7 separate regions of the Mus musculus genome follow, and all the other regions are linked to region 7. The links are chromatin contacts, called in public ChIA-PET, HiCAR-type, HiChIP or PLAC-seq and promoter capture Hi-C maps. All regions are on one chromosome and are shown on one strand. Each heading gives the region's core, a stretch centred on a gene start, on an enhancer-like site or on the middle of the called end of the contact. The rest is flanking DNA. Distances are from core to core; before and after follow the strand shown.

The links. Promoter capture Hi-C pulls out the DNA fragments that hold promoters and counts their contacts. ChIA-PET counts read pairs in DNA pulled down with a chosen protein or histone mark. HiCAR-type assays count read pairs that join an accessible place to other places. HiChIP or PLAC-seq counts read pairs in DNA pulled down with a chosen protein or histone mark.
Region 1: a contact with region 7 is called in an H3K27ac HiChIP or PLAC-seq map of microglia, with 25 times the contacts expected there. The contact joins the promoter of Tm4sf19 here to the promoter of Osbpl11 in region 7. A contact is called at or near these places in 2 of 115 datasets of contacts at active chromatin or transcription factors (bone marrow-derived macrophages and microglia).
Region 2: a HiCAR-type map of astrocytes shows a contact between it and region 7, with 2.1 times the contacts expected there. The contact joins the enhancer-like site here to the promoter of Osbpl11 in region 7. A contact is called at or near these places in 3 of 484 Hi-C or Micro-C datasets (cerebellum, olfactory sensory neurons and pro-B cells) and 4 of 115 datasets of contacts at active chromatin or transcription factors (astrocytes, embryonic midbrain, large pre-B cells and 1 more).
Region 3: an RNA polymerase II ChIA-PET map of memory CD8 T cells shows a contact between it and region 7, with 7 read pairs. The contact joins the promoter of Rnf168 here to the promoter of Osbpl11 in region 7. A contact is called at or near these places in 1 of 115 datasets of contacts at active chromatin or transcription factors (memory CD8 T cells) and 1 of 9 other capture datasets (liver).
Region 4: an H3K27ac HiChIP or PLAC-seq map of epiblast stem cells shows a contact between it and region 7, with 4 times the contacts expected there. The contact joins the enhancer-like site here to the promoter of Osbpl11 in region 7. A contact is called at or near these places in 2 of 39 promoter capture datasets (cranial neural crest and pre-B cells), 5 of 115 datasets of contacts at active chromatin or transcription factors (T-cell acute lymphoblastic leukemia, astrocytes, cardiomyocytes and 2 more) and 1 of 9 other capture datasets (embryonic stem cells).
Region 5: a promoter capture Hi-C map of the HPC-7 cell line shows a contact between it and region 7. The contact joins the promoter of Umps here to the promoter of Osbpl11 in region 7. A contact is called at or near these places in 6 of 39 promoter capture datasets (the 3T3-L1 cell line, the HPC-7 cell line, cranial neural crest and 3 more), 1 of 15 datasets of contacts at CTCF or cohesin (large pre-B cells), 7 of 484 Hi-C or Micro-C datasets (B cells, CD4 T cells, the G1E-ER4 cell line and 4 more), 12 of 115 datasets of contacts at active chromatin or transcription factors (the SCID.adh cell line, T-cell acute lymphoblastic leukemia, astrocytes and 9 more) and 1 of 9 other capture datasets (liver).
Region 6: an RNA polymerase II ChIA-PET map of memory CD8 T cells shows a contact between it and region 7, with 9 read pairs. The contact joins the promoter of Pcyt1a here to the promoter of Osbpl11 in region 7. A contact is called at or near these places in 1 of 484 Hi-C or Micro-C datasets (B cells) and 3 of 115 datasets of contacts at active chromatin or transcription factors (embryonic stem cells, memory CD8 T cells and microglia).

What each region holds. Positions count from the first base shown.
Region 1 is chr16:32,399,159-32,401,858 of GRCm38.p6, forward strand. It overlaps Tm4sf19 (transmembrane 4 L six family member 19), which reads left to right and starts at 1,348. Exons shown (of 5, transcript NM_001160402.1): 1 at 1,348-1,770.
Region 2 is chr16:33,933,396-33,936,095 of GRCm38.p6, forward strand. The region is part of intron 10 of Itgb5 (integrin beta 5); the gene reads left to right. Among named protein-coding and RNA genes, the nearest start is that of Umps, 32 kb to the right of the region's middle. Within about 2 kb of position 1,431, at least 55 of the 459 cell types and tissues checked have an H3K27ac peak or open chromatin away from gene starts, as enhancers often do. A contact at or near this core is called in astrocytes, where this site is marked.
Region 3 is chr16:32,276,076-32,278,775 of GRCm38.p6, forward strand. It overlaps Rnf168 (ring finger protein 168), which reads left to right and starts at 1,386. Exons shown (of 6, transcript NM_027355.2): 1 at 1,386-2,340. The coding sequence starts at 2,034.
Region 4 is chr16:34,080,923-34,083,622 of GRCm38.p6, forward strand. All of the region lies in intron 34 of Kalrn (kalirin, RhoGEF kinase), which reads right to left. Among named protein-coding and RNA genes, the nearest start is that of Gm41448, 38 kb to the right of the region's middle. Within about 2 kb of position 1,394, at least 69 of the 459 cell types and tissues checked have an H3K27ac peak or open chromatin away from gene starts, as enhancers often do. A contact at or near this core is called in cardiomyocytes and epiblast stem cells, where this site is marked.
Region 5 is chr16:33,965,765-33,968,464 of GRCm38.p6, forward strand. It overlaps Umps (uridine monophosphate synthetase), which reads right to left and starts at 1,274. Exons shown (of 6, transcript NM_009471.3): 1 at 1,062-1,274. The coding sequence starts at 1,217.
Region 6 is chr16:32,429,514-32,432,213 of GRCm38.p6, forward strand. It overlaps Pcyt1a (phosphate cytidylyltransferase 1, choline, alpha isoform), which reads left to right and starts at 1,408. Exons shown (of 9, transcript NM_009981.4): 1 at 1,408-1,518.
Region 7 is chr16:33,183,621-33,186,320 of GRCm38.p6, forward strand. It overlaps Osbpl11 (oxysterol binding protein-like 11), which reads left to right and starts at 1,451. Exons shown (of 13, transcript NM_176840.3): 1 at 1,451-2,380. The coding sequence starts at 2,184.

The sequences.
Region 1 (2,700 bases), core at 98-2,597, 780 kb before region 7:
TCAATTGAAAATAATTTGACTTAATATTTTCCCATTTGTATCCCTTCTCTTGCCTTACTGCTTTCAATCACGTTATGGATGAGCAGTAGGGAGAGTGGGCAGTCCTCTCTCATTCCTGATGTTAATGGGGCTTATTAATGGATTTATTCATTTAGGATGATATTGACCATGTGTTTGTCATTTATAACCTTTATTATGTTAGAACATGTTTCCTACAGTCCTATTTGTTCTAGGGCTTTTATTAAGAATGCATGTTGAGAGCTGGGTGTGGTGGCGCACACCTTTAATCCCAGCACTTGGGAGGCAGAGGCAGGCAGATTTCTGAGTTCGAGGTCAGCCTGGTATAGAGTGAGTTCCAGGACAGCCAGGGCTACACAGAGAAAACCCTGTCTCAAAAAAACTAAAAAACAAAAAAACAAAACAAAACAAAACAAACAAACAAAAAAGGAATTCATGTTGAATCTTATCAAAGACGTTTTCTTTTTTCTTCCATTGAAATGATCATATGATTCTTGTATTTTTTTTTGTCCATGTATTTGGTTTATTACATTTATTTCTTATATATGTTAAAAATAAAATCAATGAAAAATAAAATAAAATTCCTATACACATTACAAGAATAATTTTTAAAGCAATTTGTGTCTCACTCCACTTCCAGAATTTGTGAACTTAATTCTATCTTCTATAAATTCTTTTTTCCCCCTCTTTTTGGTTTTTTAAGACAGGGTTTCTCTGTGTAGCCCTGGCTGTCCTGGAACTCACTCTGTAGAACCAGGTTGGCCTCAAACTCAGAAATCCACCTGCCTCTGCCTCCCCAGTGCTAGGATTAAAGGCGTGCGCCACCACTGCCCGGCTTACTTTTTATAAATTTTTAAACTGGCTGCAACAACCAAGAACCACATATGGTGTATTCTGTCTCTATAATTGTCCCTGCTAAGTATGAGGAAGGAAGTTAATTAGGAGGAATGTTTTATCTGGCTTCTTGAAATAAAGATACAGAAATTCTCGGGTATTAGTTGTCATTTTTGCTGTTAATGTGACACAGAATTTTAAGCTATTAGTTTTTGCTTTTGTTCTATCTTACTTTTGAGACCGGGTTCCTGCTTCCACTTCTGTCTTTTTAGGATTGCAGGGAGCTTCTACATCCAGTGGCTGGGGCCTTGAATAGGAGCTTACCAAAGGCCTGTCTGGAGCCATCCCTGTGTGACACACAGTGTTTGTGCGACTGTGACACTCCAGGATGATGGATGCCCTGTGCTTGAACACGAGGGAGAAGGAAGACGACGAGGCTGAGAAAGTGGGGTGAGAAGGAAGAAAGGGTGGGTGCTCAGGGGTGCTCTCTCAGAAGAGCCCAGATGGTACAAGGAAGGATGACACAGCCGGATGGAGCAGCTGATGTGGAAAGGGCGCTGGTGGCAGAGGAGGCTGAGGGACTGCTCCTGGGTGCATCAGTGACTCACTAAGACCGTTGAGCTTGTGAGTCCATGTGTCCTTCCTTGGAATCACATGAAAGTGAGCAGAGAATGAGTGGGTCACGAGCACAGGCTTCGCCTGGGACAGAATGATTTTTCAGTGGAGGCCCGTGGGCAGCTGTGGACACCCACGCCCACTCGAGTTCACATGAATACCCAGGCAACCGCTACATATGCAGGACCTTCCCGACCCTGCAAGCCTAGCCGGCTGGGGCTGCCCGAGGGGCCAAGGTCCATTTTGAAGAGTGTCTCCTCCACTTTCTTGTTCTCCTATCCTGATTCTTGCCATCACAAACAGGTAAGAAGAGATGAGAGGGTCCTCTAAAATGATATATCCTAGACCAGCAGGGCTTAGCCGTTTAGACTGCCAGTCTTGCGATACCAGCTCTGCTGCTTAACCACTGGGACTTGAGGCTGTCTCTCAGTGAACTTGTCTTGGTGAACTTCAGGCCTCTGTACCTGCCTAGAATACCTTTCCCATCCAGTGCCTCCTTAATAGTTAAGTTTTGCCATGACAGCACTCCTTCCAGGAGCCCTTGTTGTTTCAGGCAAGGGTCAAGCAGTCCTGTGAGAGAGCTTCTGCCCTTTATTCTCCTCCTTTTTCTCTGTTCCCCTAGCTCTATAGTCCTCGAGGGAAGGGACTGCTTTGTTTTGATTTTCACCGTTTTCTCCCTAGGTTCTAGTGCAGTTGTCTGGCTTAACATCTACTAAAGGATGCAGGGAGAGATGGGAGTGGGGAAACCGGACACAGAAATTGTGCTCTTCCTCCCAGGCAAGTGCTCCTGGGCCCAGACAGTGGCTGATGATTGGTTCACACGGCCTGCACCTCAGGTTCTAGGGAGGGCCTCCTCTACAGCCTAGTTTTAAGATTTGACCTTTGGGGGAATAATGGTACATACCTTCGGTCTTATCACTTGGGAGGTGGAGGCAGAAAAATCAGAAATTCAAGGCCAGCTTCTGCTACAAGAGACCCCGTCTCAAAAACCAAACCAAACCAAACTTGACCTTCTGATCTCGGCTGCCTCTACTCACGAGAAAATGGGCTCTTTGCTAATCTGACTCACATGTTTGGAAGGCTGTCTCGGGGCGTTGTGGTTTCTAAGGGAACAGTCTCAGAGAGGAAGTGAAAGGCAAACCGAGTCACAGCATCCTTTCTCTGTAGATGGAGTAGGGCCCTCTTGCTCTTCTCAGGGCAGGCCAGCCAAGGGTTACTAGTGACTGAGCAGGG
Region 2 (2,700 bases), core at 181-2,680, 750 kb after region 7:
GGGGGCTGCCTTTCTGGGCCTGGAACTGAGGGCAGTTCCTTCTTTGCTGATTCAAAATGTATGTGTATATTCAAGTTTGGATACGTCAATGATGAGGACACCAGAGAACTCAGGCGGGGCCCAATGGGCCTTTTGCGTTGTCAGCCACTCTGCCTAGACTTCCTGGCTGAGGTTCAGCAGCTCCACCAAGCTCTGGTGCTCAAAGGCAGTGTAGGTCCTTTGCACCCCAGCTTGGGCGTGGACAGGTAACCCGTGGGAACTTCCAGCTTTGGAGGCCTTCCATCAAGTTGGCACGAAGCCGCCCTCTAGCATGACAGCAACAATAGGAGTGAGGAAGGCGGTGCTTACCGAATGCCAAGCACGTTGAAGCCTACAGGTAGGCTTACCTCACAGGGCTACCTAGTAAGGAGCCGTTTCTACTAGCCTCACTTAGAAATAAAGAGCCAAGACGTAAGGCAGACTAGGGTACAGGCTAGAATCTGACCCCAGAATCCTGCCGACCGCTGCCTCAAGATCTAGATGTTTCAGTGTCCCCTGCCTGGGTCATATGTCTCTTCATGGCCAGCCCCACCCTTGCTTGTCCTGAGAGTGATGTCTCTGTGATCGTGGAGTAGGCCTAGGGAGGCTGGGCAGCGCCTCCTCTCTGCTCGGGGACGCCTGCAGTCCACAGCTCTCCGCTCTTTATTCCTTCCATCCTTCAAGGTGGTGCTGCCCCGCTGTCAGGTCCTCTACTTGTCTTGTCTCTGACACAATCACCCTGTTTCCTAAAGTCCTCAGTGTCTGCCTCATAGCTCTCCCTTCTATCCAAGCCCCACTGTTTGGGGCAGGCATTTCTGTCTCATTTCCAGGGCACGCCATGGGCCATAGACCATGTCGCAGGCTTCCCTTGCATAAGGGCAGGTATTTTTTAGGGCATTGCCATACAGTGTTATTCTTACTGACAGGAAAGGAAACACGTTCCAGGAGTTTAGAGCCTTCTTCAAGGTCACAGTGCACAGGGAGGATTTGAACTTGGTCTAGCCCATGCTCCCTTTACTTTCTGGGCATCTTCAGCTCAGCCCTGCAGGGCATCTCACAGAGGCCCAGCCTTGGCCTCAGTCGTCTTCTCTCTGCCAATCTGCCTGCGATTCCTGAGTTTCCACACCTCTATTTCTCCCCAGAGCGGTTTCCCCAAACCTCCTTCTTTCAGAAGAAAGCTCTGCAATCCTCTTGTTTCCTTCCTGTCCTGTCTTGTCCAGCTTGCCTGTGGGAGATGTCTGTGCTCACAGCCCCACAGTCTTGCCTGCCTGCCTGTTGGGCCTCGTCCTGGGACCCCATTGATACCCTCCCCCTCCATCTTCTCCACCTTCATGAAGCATCAGTGCTGAGCTTCCTCTCACTGCCCCGCATTGCCTGTCAGGCCACTGGCTCCCCAACTCTAGTCCAGGCCTCTGAATAGCCAATATTCTGTTTAGTAGAAAGAGGCAGGGAGACTTGGCTGCCAGCCCACACAAGCACTGTTTGGTGAATTCTGTAGAGCTGAAATTCTGTATAAACAAGCACATTTACAACTTCCTGTTCATTTAGCTGCCAATCATTCTGACAAAGGAGGTGCTGATTGTAAGTTACATGTGTAGCCATTCCTGGCAGTGCGCCACTGTCCTTAATATTCCCTGTCTGTGTGATAAAAACATATTTATGTATGCATGATATTAAACAGGCATCATTGAATTCAGTGTCCTTTGTCTTGATAGCATTGTAATTTGGTTTGACTTTTTTTAAAATTCATTTATTTATTTATATGAGTACACTATATAGCTGTCTTCAGACACACTGGAGGAAGGCATATGATGGTTGTGAGCCACCATGTGGTTGCTGGTAACTGAACCAGGACCTCTGGGAGAACAGTCAGTGCTCTTAACAACCGCTGAGCCATATCTCCAGTTCATTGACTCGACTTTTTTTTTTTTTTTTTTTCCCTCGAGACAGGGTTTCTCTGTGTAGCTCTGGCTGTCCTGGAACTCACTTTGTAGACCAGGTTGGCCTCGAACTCAGAAATCCGCCTTTCTCTGCAACCCAAGTGCTGGGATTAAAGGCGTGCGCCACCACCGCCCGGCTTGACTTGACTTTTTTATGAAGAGACTTCACTTTAAGTCCTCTGGGCCCTGTAACACTGGCAATTGATGGTTTTATTGATCCTGGGAGCAGGAGCCAAATGTCCCTTGTCACTTTAATACATGTGTGCCTATGGCTAGGAGAGGACATGGGTGCACAGATACTAAGATGTCAATGGTGTCTAAGGGCAGACATTCCAATAAGGATACAATGTATCAGATCTGTAAGGTTCTGATGTTGGGCAGGTTATAGTTTCTAATGGACACTGGGAGACTTTGAGTCAAGATGACAGGCAGTAGTCTCATGCCTTCTGCTACCAGTCACTACCAGTATTACTTTGTGGTACTATGTTGCAGATGCTGGGGCCCAGCCCACCTCCCTGGGAAAGATCCCTATTATTAGTTAGGAACAGCATCCAGTGTGAAGGACACAGTGGGGGATGCCACATCTTCGCCTGGTTACATTTAGCTTTGTGTTTGATGTGTGGTGCTGGAGATGGAAGCAAGGCTCTGAGCATATTAGGCAAAGGCACTAAACCACCTCCTTCGCTCTTTTGCTGTCTTTAAAAGGCAGTGAGCAGTCAGATGGCCACCAAACTATACCTAC
Region 3 (2,700 bases), core at 136-2,635, 910 kb before region 7:
ACAGAAACCATAACCAAGGCAACTCTTTCTTTTTTTTCTCTCTCTTTTTTTGGTTTGGTTTTTCTGAGACAGGGTTTCTCTGTATAGCCCTGGCTGTCCTGGATCTCACTTTGTAGACCAGGCTGGGATTGAACTCAGAAATCCACCTGCCTCTGCCTCCCGAGTGCTGGGATTAAAGGCGTGTGCCACCACGCCTGGCCACAAGGCAACTCTTATGACAATATTTAATCAGGGCTGGCTTACAAATTGAGAGGTTCAATCCATTATCAAGGTGCCAGAGCATGGCAACATCCAGGCAGGCATGGTGCAGGAGGAGCTGAGAGTTCTACATTTTCATCTGAAGGCTGCTAGCAGAATACTGCTTCCAGGCAGCTAGGATGAGGGTCTTAAAGCCCACACCCATAGTGACTCACCTACTCCAACTGGGCCACACCTTCTAATAGTCCCATTCCCTGGGCCAAGGATATGCAAACCATCACAGACTCCAACTCCAGGTCCTCCTGTTTCTGCCTCTGCCTTTGCTACCTAAATGCCTCAATTACAAGACACACGTGTCCATGCCTAGTTCAGAGGTCCTTCCTTCCTTCCTTCCTTCCTTTTTGAAACAGAGTCTCTTACTAAACTCACTGTATAGACCAGGCTGATCTCTACCTCACAGAGACCCTCCTGCCTCTGCCTGCAATGTTTTGGGAACCAGCTGACCAATTGAGGAAGGGTCTCATATAGCCCAGGTTGACCTGGAACCAGTTATGTAGCCAAGGCTAGTTTATAATAATCCTTTTGTGACTACTTCCCAAATGCTGGGATTGATTATAGAAATGGGTCTCTTGTTGAGTTCTTCAGACTCCACATACCAAACCCAATAGGCATTTACTCATGCTAAAGTCTGGGGTAGAGGGCCCAAGCCAAGCACCCCCAAAACAAGAGGGAAAGCAATAACAGCCAAATCTCTACATTGCTGTTTTAGCCAGTACCATAAGGATATCACCCCCACCTTATTTAACCTTTACAAGGATTCTTTGAAACCACAGGTGTAACTCTTTGTTGCTGCTCTCCTTGAGCGTCACTTGTCTATAAGGCCAATATCTGCTGCTCATTCTATAAAATGCTAGTGTTGCAAATAAATGCTAAGAAAAATCTTTAAGGTAAATTTGTTGTAATTTCTTCTTTTAGCACTAAGAACTTTAGAAAGCTTTGTTAGGAGAAGGGTAGCCTAAAGAATACTGAAAGAATAATTACAAAAATTCCTGTTCGGATCTTGGTTTAGAGAGTTACTTGAGTAAGCAAGATTCTGCAGCCTACAGTAGCCGAGCGACCAAAAGCGGGAGGAGTTGCTACTAGCAGGCTAGGCGGGAACGCAGACGCAGCTCCCGGAAGTCCCGCCCGACTGAGCGGTTCCTTGGGGGAAGACGTGCCGTTTTGGCGGGGAATTGTGACGTCCGTGGAGCCCGGGTACCTGCTCCGGCCGCGGCCAGTAGACCGATTGGCAGGACAGCGGGTGCGAGCGGCTGGGTCTCGGGACCCGGGGGGTACCGCGAGGTGTTCCAGAAGCTGGAGCGTGGGCACTGGAGGGCTGCCTCCACCGCAACGGCGAGACGGAAGTCCCGCGGCGGCCCGAGCCCGGATTCCGGGCGGTACCGGGTGCTCTGGGAGCGGCGGTGCCCGGGCTTCCGGCTCTGGCAAGCCCGGCCGCCTCGCGCGTAGAGGCGGGTCCTCACCGCGTAAGAAGGGGAGCTGGATGAGCGCTTGTGTGGCGCGGGGAGACAGAACCACTCTCCGCCCCGAGGCCGCCGACTCCCGGAGGAACGTTCTTTCATTCCCTTGCTGGACTCAGGGCATAACTGTTGACCTGACATCACAGCTCCTGCTTGTCTCGGGCCCGTGGGAACTCAGGCCTTCTGGATCTCAGTCCGCTGCTGTGTGTGAGAGTAAACACCAAACGGCTCGCTGCTTTTCTCCGTTCTGGGCGTGATTAGGCGAAAGACGACTTTAGTCCCTTTCTGATTTTAACGTTGGGTAGGTCTCATTAGCATATGAAGATGGCTGCACCTAAAACCTCCATCCCTTCCTTAGCCGAATGTCAGTGCGGGATCTGTATGGAAATCCTCCTAGAGCCTGTAACCCTACCTTGCAACCACACGCTCTGTAACCCATGCTTCCAGTCCACTGTTGAAAAGGCCAATCTATGCTGTCCCTTCTGTCGTCGCCGGGTCTCTTCGTGGACTCGGTACCATACCCGAAGAAATTCTCTGGTCAATACAGACCTGTGGGAGATTATTCAAAAACACTATGCAAAGGAATGCAAGCTTAGAATCTCTGGACAAGAATCAAAGGAAATCAGTAAGTAAAATTAAGCATGTTTATTGGGTAAAACGGCCCAAAATCCCTTTGAAAGGGAACCATTTTTGTTTTTGCTTTTCGAGAAAGGGTTCCTCTGTGTTGCCCTGGCTGTCCTGGAACTCACAATGTAGATCAGGCTGGCCTCGAACCCAGAGATCCACCTACCTCTGCTTCCTGAGTTCTGGGATTAAAGGTATGAGCCACCATCGCAGGGCTCGAACCATCATTTTCTAATTTAAAGAAAAAGAAAAAGAAGGCTAAATAGTCTGAATCGTGAGGATTTGTGGTTTTATAAGCCCTGCCCACACATCAGTTAAAGTCAAGGACAGAGTTACATCACGTGTAGTAATGGTCAAGTTG
Region 4 (2,700 bases), core at 144-2,643, 900 kb after region 7:
GGAGGCCCATGTCCCACATCTGTCTCCTTGAAAGCAGTGCTCACTTGTCCACCCCATCCCACTTAGGAGCTCGTTCGGAATGAAGGCCTTGTAAGGACAAAAAACACCTGGCGCTGGGGAGAACGTTACAGCCCTCGAGCTAGAGTCTGCCTGCATCCTCTGAGCTCGGGAGCCAGGAACTCTGTGTTTTCACCTAAATCCTCACAACCACCTATGTTCTCTAGAGCAGACTGTGGAAGGAACTGGCCTATGGAAGTCAGGTTACCAGACAGAGCTGGCACACTTAGGGAGCACTGATGCCAGCGAGAAACTCAGCGCTAAAAGAACTGCTCATGATTAGATCGTTTACTGAGAGCGAGAGAGCGAGGGGGGGAGAGGGAGAGGGAGAGGAAGAGAGAGAGGAAGAGAGAGAGGGAGAGAGGGAGGGAGGGAGGGAGAGAGAGAGGGAGAGAGGGAGGGAGGGAGGGAGAGAGAGAGAGAGAGAGAGAGAGAGAGAGAGAGAGAGAGAGAGAGAAGAGAAGAGACAGCTAAGCCCCAGATAGCTGGCTGGCCTACACTCCCTCCCAGTCAAGTCCACTTGTGATACTAACCAGGCATTTCCCCACAAAAGCTTTGGGCTCTTTTTTGCCTCTTAACTTCCAGTGAAGGCACTTTGTAAAGACACAGGAACTCATAGGACTGCTTGCTAAGCATCTGTCAGAGATCAGATAGAAACACAGAGATGATCCCATTGAATCATAACCTGACCCAAGGCCAGAAGCATCACACAGACGCATTCTACGGCACAGAGTGCTGAATGCGACGGACCGTACTTACACATGGGGCTAAACTGCCTTCAGTGCTCTGCTCCTAGTGCCCGTCTTGACACAGCCATTCTACAACCAGGACTTCAGACACTGGTCCCGCCCCGTCTCTGCCATATGCACCCACGGATACAGAAGAAGATGCCAACCGACTCAAGCCTGGAGCCGGTGGTGGCAAGCTATCAACATAGCACAATGAGCAGGTTGTGTATCTCTCTAACCTGTGACCGGTTGTCTTTGGATTAGGAGACAAAGGTGAACACATAATTGTAGCATAATGTTTGGCAAGTAGCCATGGCAATTACAAGCCACTGAGTTATGTCATGGACATTTTACAATGGGAGGAATCTGGGAGGGCCGGAGAGTGTGAGGGACTTTCTCTGAGCGACTCAGACAAGCTAGGATAAAGGCCAACAGTGATACCTGTGGTCCCGCCCCGCCCCCCACTGCCTCCTCATCTTCTCCCAGGGCAGCTTAGGCTCTTGGAAAGGCCCATCCCCCTCCCTTCCCCCTCCCCTCTCCCACACATACACACTCCCTGGGAACAGCCCAGCTCTGGTTTTGCTCTCAAAGCTCTGGCTTGCCTCGCTGGCAGAAGGGTCAGAGTTAAATTTAGACCTGACCACCTCCCTGGGACTGAGCCGGATCACTAGCTGTGTGAGGAGAGAGGGAGTCAGTGTAGTATGGCTGGCTGCTGACGCTCTCAAATGGAAGCACTATTTGTTAGGCTGAAGGGACAGAATTTCTAAACCAAATCACAAGGAACTGGGAGATTAAAAATTAGAAAGCTTGAAACAAACCTTACAAGGGTTGCTGAGGCTTCTGACTCTGACAGAACACAAATGAACAAGCAGGGTTGTTGCTGGCTTTTCTTTTTTTTAACCTTTGTTGTTACTATTTATGTGTATGGGTGTTTTCACTTGTGTGCATGTCTTTGTACTGCATGCATGCAGTTCCCATGGAGACCAAAAGAGGGAGTCAGATACCCTAGAACTGAAGTTCCCAGACAGTTGTGAGCTGACAAGTGGGTGCTGCACATCAAACCCAAGACTTCTTGGACTTAACTGCTCAGCCATGTCTCTAGGCCTATCCCTGAACTGACTTAGAACAACGGCCCACAATCAGATCTACAATGTATCCAAAGAGGGGTCCCTAGACACACCTGAGATGGGGGCCATAACTGTGGAGGTGGTGGGTCCTGGGAGAGGCAGGAGCTGTGGATGGCGAGACCTCAGGACAGAAGCTGATCCCCGCCTTTGGGTGAGTGGGATGGGTGGGTGCTCAGGATGAGTGGGAATGGCCAAGGGAAGAGGCAGGGAATGGGAGTCTGCTGTTTTTAATTTAGATCCCAGTGGTAAGCTACCTAAGATGAAGCTTCAGGTCACAGGTTGACAGTTCCACAGGGACAGAGGTCATAAAGTAAAGGTGCCACCATGGCCCTTTGTGGCCAGAGAGCACAGATGCTCAGGGTCTGCAGAGTAAAGGCTTCCATGTGAGTACCTTGTCCCCTTCCCTCCCTGTGCTGCCCAGGCTGGCCTTGACCTCCTGGCTTCAGTCCCAGCGTTAGGACTGTGGTGTGACACTGTGCCCAGTCTATCCGAGCTACTGAAATAAAGCAGCTTCAAGCAAGGTACCCAAACTGGAACTCCACACAGCCATATCTGGCCCTGTGCACTTTGGCTGTATTCTCTTTGTGGTTTCCCATAATACTTAGCAAGGCCTTTTGGAAAGACTCCTTTAATAGGACCCAGAGTTCACACAGTGTGTTAGGGGCCCAATGAAAGGGAGCAACAAAACTTTTGATATTTATGTTACTCTTTCAGACAGGGCCCCAGTTGCCCAAATAAAATCCATCTCCACACCCTGCCAAGGGACAGTCTCAGTGTCCCATTGATTT
Region 5 (2,700 bases), core at 24-2,523, 780 kb after region 7:
ACCATACCTGGCTACATACATATTATGTCTTGATAGACCTCTGCAAATAATGGAAATATTCTACAGTTACACTAGGCAACAAAGTAGCCACTAGTAACTTTTAACTATTCCATTAGTATGTTTGGTCTTGGGACAAATTCTCATGTAGCCCAGGCTGGCCTTGAGCAGCACTATGAAGTGGGACCTTTAACTTTTGACTCCAACCCCAGTGCTTTATTTATTAACAATTCTGGCAGGCACACTGGCTCCTCTGGTAAAGGTTTTTCTGCCCAGCCTGACCACCTGAGTTCAATCCGTTTAACCCTCAAGACAGAGAGGGAGGGCGAGAACACACTCTGATCTTCGAAAGTGTACCACGGCACGTGCACACCTGGACACACACCCACACCCACTATAAACGCTAATACAAACTTCACAATGATCTATAATCCACACAGAGTCCCTAGCAACACTTCCTGCCATTTCTAACCTTTTATTCTAAATGCCATCTGCATGCAGTTCGGCTGGAGGCTTGTTATTCTAGAAAGCACTGCCTCAAGGCCGACTTGGCGGTGACTCACAGACAACCGACACGAGGTTTGAGAAACAACAGGCTAGAAACCTCTAAGTGCACACTTTACCCTTGCCAACCAAAAAATTCTGCCTTTCTGGTATCCACCATATGGCTTTCACTTCTTGCTACTGGCCATGCACTATTAAATCGAGTCGTTTGATCCGCTACTAATTTCTCCACCCTCCCGCCTTTTCCTTTCCTCCCTAATTGTCACTTTCTGGGGGTTAGGTACACAGAACTCACTCAAGGACTTCTCCGCCGGCCAGAGCCCAACAGGACACCCGGACTCTCGCAAAACACGTGTCTACACCGATCGGTCCAGAAACAAGGTCTCAAAGAAGCTGAAGGCTCCCGGTCCCCAAGCTCCTCCACACTCTCCAGACCAGCAGTCGGGAGGGCTTGCCTGCCTGGTCTGTGGCTCTCCCTTGTCCCCAATTTCGGCCACCCCCGCCATCTCCTGCTCTCTTTTCCCGCCACCCGGAGCCATCCCGTCCCTCGGGGCTGGTACCTGACTGAGAAGACGCGGGCGTGACACGATGCCCCGCAGGTCGATGTAGACTGGGGAGGAGAGCCCGCTCTTCAGGACGAAGCTCCCGAACTTGAAAGCCTGCACGTCATACAGCTCGGTGACCAAGGGGCCCAGGGCTTGGCTGGCGACCTCCATTCTCGCGCGCTCAGTTCGCTCTGGAAGCCGAGGGGCTTGGGGCCCGTGACGTCACCCAGAAGTCCCGCCTCTTCCGCCCCCCTTTCCGGCCCGGGCCGCGGGCTTCATTGAGTGTTCTAGATGCTTCCTGGTTGGGGAGGTGGGTTTTCAAACCTGAAAGCTAGATCGAAGCCTGATTTCCCCCGGAGGGATCTGTAGGCTTCGTTCATTTTTTATTTTGTTTGTTTTGTTTATAGCTGAGCGCTTCTTTATCTGATCCAGTCACTGTTAACAGCCACTTCCCTAATCTCTCAGGGTTTCTTTCCATAAAATAAAAATCCTCTAAGACAGAGCCTGTGGCTACCTTCTTGTATTAATTTTACAGCAGTTGGCGTGGGAGAGTTTCATAGTAATTTGCACATAGAAATCTGAAGCAGGTCACCGTGCACTCAGGGGCTGACAAACTTCCTTTAGACCACTTGAAGTGTACCAGATGAAGAAGGGTGGGGCCAGTTAGGGAGGATCAACTGACAGTATCTATTGGCTAACTGGAAGGGGAATGTTGGGCAGTTTGAAAACTCAAGCATATTTGGTTTACAAAACCCTTAGCTGGTTAAGTGAACTCCTGTAGTCCTAGCTATGTAAGAACCTGAAATGGGAGGATTCCAAGTTCAAGGCTGACCTAGGTATCTAGTGAGCCTGTGTTAATAATAATGATAATCCCCTAAGACTGTATTTTCCTTTTTGTTTGTTTGTTTGTTTTTTTCTTTTTTTCTTTTTTTTTTTTTTTTTTTTTTTTTTTGAGACAGGGTTTCTCTGTATAGCCTTGGCTGTCCTGGAACTCACTCTGTAGACCAGGCTGGCCTCGAACTCAGAGATCCACCTGCCTCTCAAGTGCTGGGATTGACTGTATTTTCCTATTTTAAGGAAATGCCACTTATCAAACAGACTGAGATTTCATTTTGTCTCTTTGTTTTCTCTAAAGAGATCGTGTTGAGCTCCCAGCGTGGAAACCCCCATAGATCCCAGCGTTTGTTTTGGGTTTGAAACAGGGCTTCCTTATGTTACCCAGCCTGATGTAGACTTCACAATGTAGTGAAGGCTCAGATTGCCCTCGAACTCACAGAGATCCATCTGCCTCTGCCTCCTGGGTGCTTGAATTAAAAGTGTTCACCACCATGACAGGTAAAATTTGTTGTCTTGACAGTTGTTTCTCATTACCAGCAACTTCAGTAAGGCCTTGATTAAATAAGAATTCAGATGTTAAAATGCTTTGTTCTTCTTGCTAGGTCAACAACTACGTTCATCTCTGTGTGCTGTTAATTGACAGAATGCTCAATAGATCAGCCTCATTCCCAGCTGTGCATCACCTGCAGACACTGGAAGCCTGATCAAGCCTCCTACCAACCTGTATGCATAAACCTGTGCGATCCAGCTGGAGCTGAAGCTGAAGCTCTGCATTCACTCTGCAGGCCTGTGGGTCACACTCAAATCCTCAGGCCTG
Region 6 (2,700 bases), core at 158-2,657, 750 kb before region 7:
CCATAAAAAGATTCCTAGGTTTCTATGTTAGCTACAGTCTAAACTACTACCTTTGTGATGCCCATCTTCCCCAGAGAGGCCCTTGGTGTCTCCTCCAGCTACGAAGTCCTTTTTTGGGGGCATTTTATCTGCCAAGTCCAAATACCTATTTGAACTTAAGTGTGTGTGCTAGCTTTTAATCATTTTTCTCCTTAGAAGCACCTCAGCAGATGCACAAGTTCACCCATCCTCTTTCCTCTCAGTTATCTTCAAGTAAAAAATGCAAACAAATACATAAAAGTCTACCCCCACCCCCCCCATCTTTCTCCTGTAGAGTTTTCTTCCCACTTGCCTTACAGCTACAGAATTGCACAGGGTGTGGCGGCTAATGACCGCACTCTAGAGTCTGAGGCAGGAGGTCCACTGCAAATTCAAGGCCGGCATGGGACAAATAGTAAGGTCCAGGCCAGTCTCGGCAACAGTAAAGGCCATGTCTGATAGTTACTTTTAATTCCCCTCAAAAAGTCTGGAGAGAGAGTTCAGTGGTTAAGAGTTAAAAGCACTTACTGTTCAATTAAGACTAGAATTAGCCCGGCAGTGGTGGTGCACGCCTTTAATCCCAGCACTGGGGAGGCACAGGCAGGTGGATTTCTGAGTTCGAGGCCAGCCTGGTCTACAGAGTGAGTTCCAGGACAGCCAGGGCTACACAGAGAAACCCTGTCTCGAAAAAACGAAAAAAAAAAAAACAAAAAACAAAAAACAAAAAACCAAAAAACCAAAAAAAACAAAACCCACTAGAGTTCAGGTCCCAGCACCCAGGTATTCACAAAGGCCCGTTAACTCTAGCTCCAAGACATGTCACCCCATTTATGGCCTCCGTGGACACACAAAATCTTAGAAGTGTGTTGTGTGTGTGTGTGTGTGGGGGGGGGGGACTCGGCCAAACAAAATCCCCCAAAAGCTCACCGTAGGAAGTTCGTTCCCTAGACTACAGCCTCCTTGTCTGTGCATTTTTGCCCTCGCCTCTACTCCTGCTCCACTACTTCCCGGGTCGATTTCTAGGCTCGTTTTCTGATGAGTCAACCCAGGTCCGAATAACTGGCAGACAGAGGATGAGCTCAGACCCGAGCTCGCCTGACCGAGCCGGCGGGCTCGAAGTCCTCGGGGAGGTCGGACATCGGAGCCCCAGCCCTGCGGAGAAGGCGAGGGGCAGCGGGCGCAGGGGACGCCGGGAGACCGGCGGCAGGAGGCGCCACACATCCGGAATTCCGAGCCCGCCGACCCCGCGCCTGCCTCCAGCGCTTCGGCTCAGTCACCCCACGCGCCCGGCCCCTCTGGAAGCGGAACTACTCTGTCAGGTTGTGGTTTTCAGGAATGCGGAGGTGGCATTGACAAGAGGGCGGGCGGGAGGCGGGACTTCCGGTCCGCAGTCCGGTCAGATGTTTCCCGGGCGTCTCCCCGCAACCCATTTGACTTCGCTAGTCGGTGACGCGGCGCGGGGAAGGGATCCGAGGGGGACCGGAGCCTGGAGGAGTTGAGGTAAGGAAACTCCGGGTAGTGGGTGCTTTGCGAGGACAAAGGCGGGCTGGGAGCGTGAGGGGGCTGCGACTGAAGAGTGGGCCAGTGACAGCTAGGGAAAGTGTGAAGCAGGAGGCTACTGTGACCGAGGTACAATGACAGCCAAGAGGACTGTGACCCAGGGGTGGCCGCTTGTGAGGGGTCTGTGACCCCCGGAGCAGTAAATGCGAGGGACTCTGACCTCGGAGAGCACGAGGCAGAGGCTGCGACGGGACCATGACCGAGTAAGTATGCAGCAGTGACTACCCGGGGACTGACTGATCGATGGATAGTGACTGAGGGGATTGATCCGAGGGACCATGAAGCAGCGGCTGCGAGGGCGCGCTCACCGACAAGCAGCGACTTTGAGGGCTGACTTGGAGGAGAATGTAAGATCAGGAATTGGGGGTGGTGCTTTGCACTTGTGTTTGTGTACAAAGTGTGAGTGAATGAGCGAGGGACCCACCCGGCACAGGTCTTACGAAGAAACCGCACTGGTGTGAGACCAGACCAGAGTTTGAATTTTACGGGCAAACTTCCGTGGGTGAGAAACTTAGTTCACCACTGAGCTAGTGTCTTCGTCAGTAAGCGGAAAGTTCAGAGTTGGATTATGCCACCCAACTCTGAGTCCCAGTTTACTATTGGGCTGTGAAGACAGTTTAGTTGGATGGCAACTAACTAAATACAGACAACTGGTCTACAATAGAAATCCCCGCTGTGTTCACATAGTAAGGATTTATAAAATAGGTTTCAGGTGTGTTTGCAATGATGCTATAAAGTTAGCTTCCTACATCTTACTACGTATGCAGTAAACGAGCTAAAGTTTGAAAACTGGGTGTGGTGATACACAACTAGAATTCAGACACCCAGGAGGCTGAGACAAGTATTTTCAGTTGGGCTTAAAAATTTTGGTGGACTTAAAGTGTTTTGGTTTTGTTTCTTTGCTCTTGCTTGTGAGTTTGTTTCTTCAAGTCAAGGTGTCTCTATGTAGCCCTGGTTGTCCTGGAACTCCCTCTGTAGACCGGGCTGGCCTTGAACTCAGAGATCTGCCTATTTCTGCCTCACCAGTGCTGGCTCTGAGGCATTAATACAGGATCTCACTATGTATAGCCACTGACCTGGAACCATCTAGACCAGGGTGGCCTTGAACTCACAGAGACTCCT
Region 7 (2,700 bases), core at 201-2,700:
TGGAAGACAGGTTTTTGACCTGGATCTTGACATGGAGATCTTGAGCCATAGTGGCCATGAAAATCTTAGGCCCAGGCAAGGTACACACACCTTTAATTCTAGGAGACTGAGGTAAGCAAATCTTTGAGTTCAAAGTCAGCCTGGGACAAAGCAAGTTTTAGGTTCAGGTATGGTGGCACACGCCTTTAATCTAAGCCACATCTTCTACTGGAGGCCTACATCAGGACCTTGAAGAAAGAAGGTTCACTCTTCTTCAACTGATTGTACTTACTTGCTAGCAAGTCTGTTGGAATCTATTTCCACAGAAGACCAGCTTATACTAGCCTCACAGGCCTGACTTCCCACTCACAGCTGCCCATTGTTGGGTTAGTTGGACTACAGACTGTAAGTCATTACAATAAATTCCCTTACTATATAGAGACACTCCATATGTTCTATGACTCCAGAGAACCCTAAGACAAGGATTATTTCTTTTTTTTTTTTCCGAGACAGGGTTTCTCTGTGTAGCCCTGGCTGTCCTGGAACTCACTCTGTAGACCAGGCTGGCCTCGAACTCAGAAATCCGCCTGCCTCTGCCTCCCAAGTGCTGGGATTAAAGACGTGTGTCACCACACCCGGCTAAGGATTATTTCTTAAGTACACCAGTGTGGTTCTTTCAAGTAGTTGTTACCCAGGTTAATCATGCCCACCTGGTAGAGGTAAACTTTCCCTGTGCCTAGACAAAGAGTTAATGGCAGGCTGGGCCTTGCAGATGGTTGTGGTCCTGCATTGCCCCTGTGTCTTGTTTTAGGAATGCTCTTTGATGGGTATAATGGCAGGTTGTCTCCTTTTGCTGTGGGAGTGGAGCCTAACTGGAGGTCAAGCTGAGGGGATAAACAGTAAGAGAAACTTCTTCAGAGACCCCAAACTTCAATTATGGTAAAAGTTTTCTTTCTTACAGTTTGTAACAAACGTGGCAATAAACTACTTTTCTTCCAGTGTTATTGGTCCTTTTTAAGTAAGCTTATTAGTAAATCCTTTTTATATCAATCTACTTCAAGTTTCTCCAGCATCACCAAGAGCTCTAATTTCCAAGACAATTTCCTTTTCTTTAAGACGATTTACCTTAGTCCAATATCATGTTGGGTTTTTTGTTGCTCAAAAATGACTGATCAGTTATTTTTCCCCACTTTGTTCTGTAAATTCTTATTTTTTTAGGTTCCCTTAAAAGGCAAGGAATGGGGCTCCCCAAGAGAGTATAGGACCTGTTTAGCAAGACCGTTTCATTCCCTTTTTCTCCCTCCCTCCCGCCTGCTGCCTCTTTCCCCACTGCTTCTTTCAGCTCCTTCTCTCCCTTGAGGCTCCGGTCACCGCCTCCTTTCGGGATCGTCTGCCCCAATCAAAGATGGCGCCGCCGCTTCAATGCTAGCGGAAATGAGCTCACACGACACCGGAAAGGAAGGCGGGGAGAGCTAGCAGGCGGGTGGGTGACCGGCTGTGGGTGGGGCGGCGGCCCGGGCCCTGGCTCTGGCTTTTACGTTTAGGGCTAAGGAAGCTCCAGGGAGCGGTCGGCTCCTGTGAACTCCGTGGGGCTCCAGGGCTAGCGCTCTCGGAGGAGGCCACGGTGAACCCCTCGCCTCCGGCCCAAGCTCAGCGGCCTCGGAGCCCGCGTCCTGCCCGGCGGCGTCTGCCCGACCCTCCGCGGGCTTCGCGCGACCGCTCCGGCTCAGTTCGGGGCTGCGGTGGGAACCGCGGAGCTGGCTGGACAGGGCCCTTTCTCCCGAGGACCCGGCTGAGGAGAAGAAGCGGCGCGGCTGGCCCGACCCCCGAGTCCTGAGGTCAGGCCGTGGGCTCCGGGGCTCCCGGGCCGTGGACCCCGTCCTTGCCCCGCGTTCCCAGGCAGAGGATCCGCGACCTCGCCCGCGCCGCCCGGCTGCTCCTCGGAGTGTGGCACCGAGCCCTCTGGCGGGGTGATTTGTCCTCCTTGTTCTTGCTCGGGAGAGGCATCTATCTGAAGGGTACCCGTGCTCTTTAAAACTTTTAACCAAAGTGGAAATGCGTGTCCTCTTTTTCTGGACCACTGTCGATTTCCACTCTAGCCGAGGTCTGAGATCCCGTTGAGAGTAAAAAAACGAGAGAGAGAAAGGGGGAAAAGTACTTACAAAATAACTCTGCACTTGGTGTCCCTCGCCCGAGAAGGGCAGATGAACTTTGGAGTTAAGATGCAGGGAGGTGAGCCGGCATCGGTGATGAAAGTCTCCGAGAGTGAAGGGAAGCTGGAGGGCTTGGCCACAGCAGTGACCCCGAACAAGAACAGCGGCAACAGCAGCTGTGGGGGTGCCATCAGCAGTAGCAGCAGCAACAGCAGCCGCGGTGGCAGTGCGAAAGGCTGGCAGTACAGGTATGGCCCTCCAAAGTGATGTTCTGGGGTGGCTCGGAGTGTGATGGGGTCTGCATATCCCAGTTGGAAGGCCAATTCCAAAGCGGCTGATGATCTGACTTGGAGATAGAACCCTGCTTTCGTGAGCAGGATTGACTTTCTTCAGAAATTCATTCAACAGGTAATTTTTTGAGGCCCTTTGAGGAATTCAGAAATGTACCCCAGAGTTTTCTCGATTATCCAAGGGCTTATTCTTCCTCTGATTTATCTCTACACTCACTTCTGGTTTTTGCCTCTGTTGTAATCTGTTTACAAGCAAGCCTGAACGTCTCTTAGAGCAG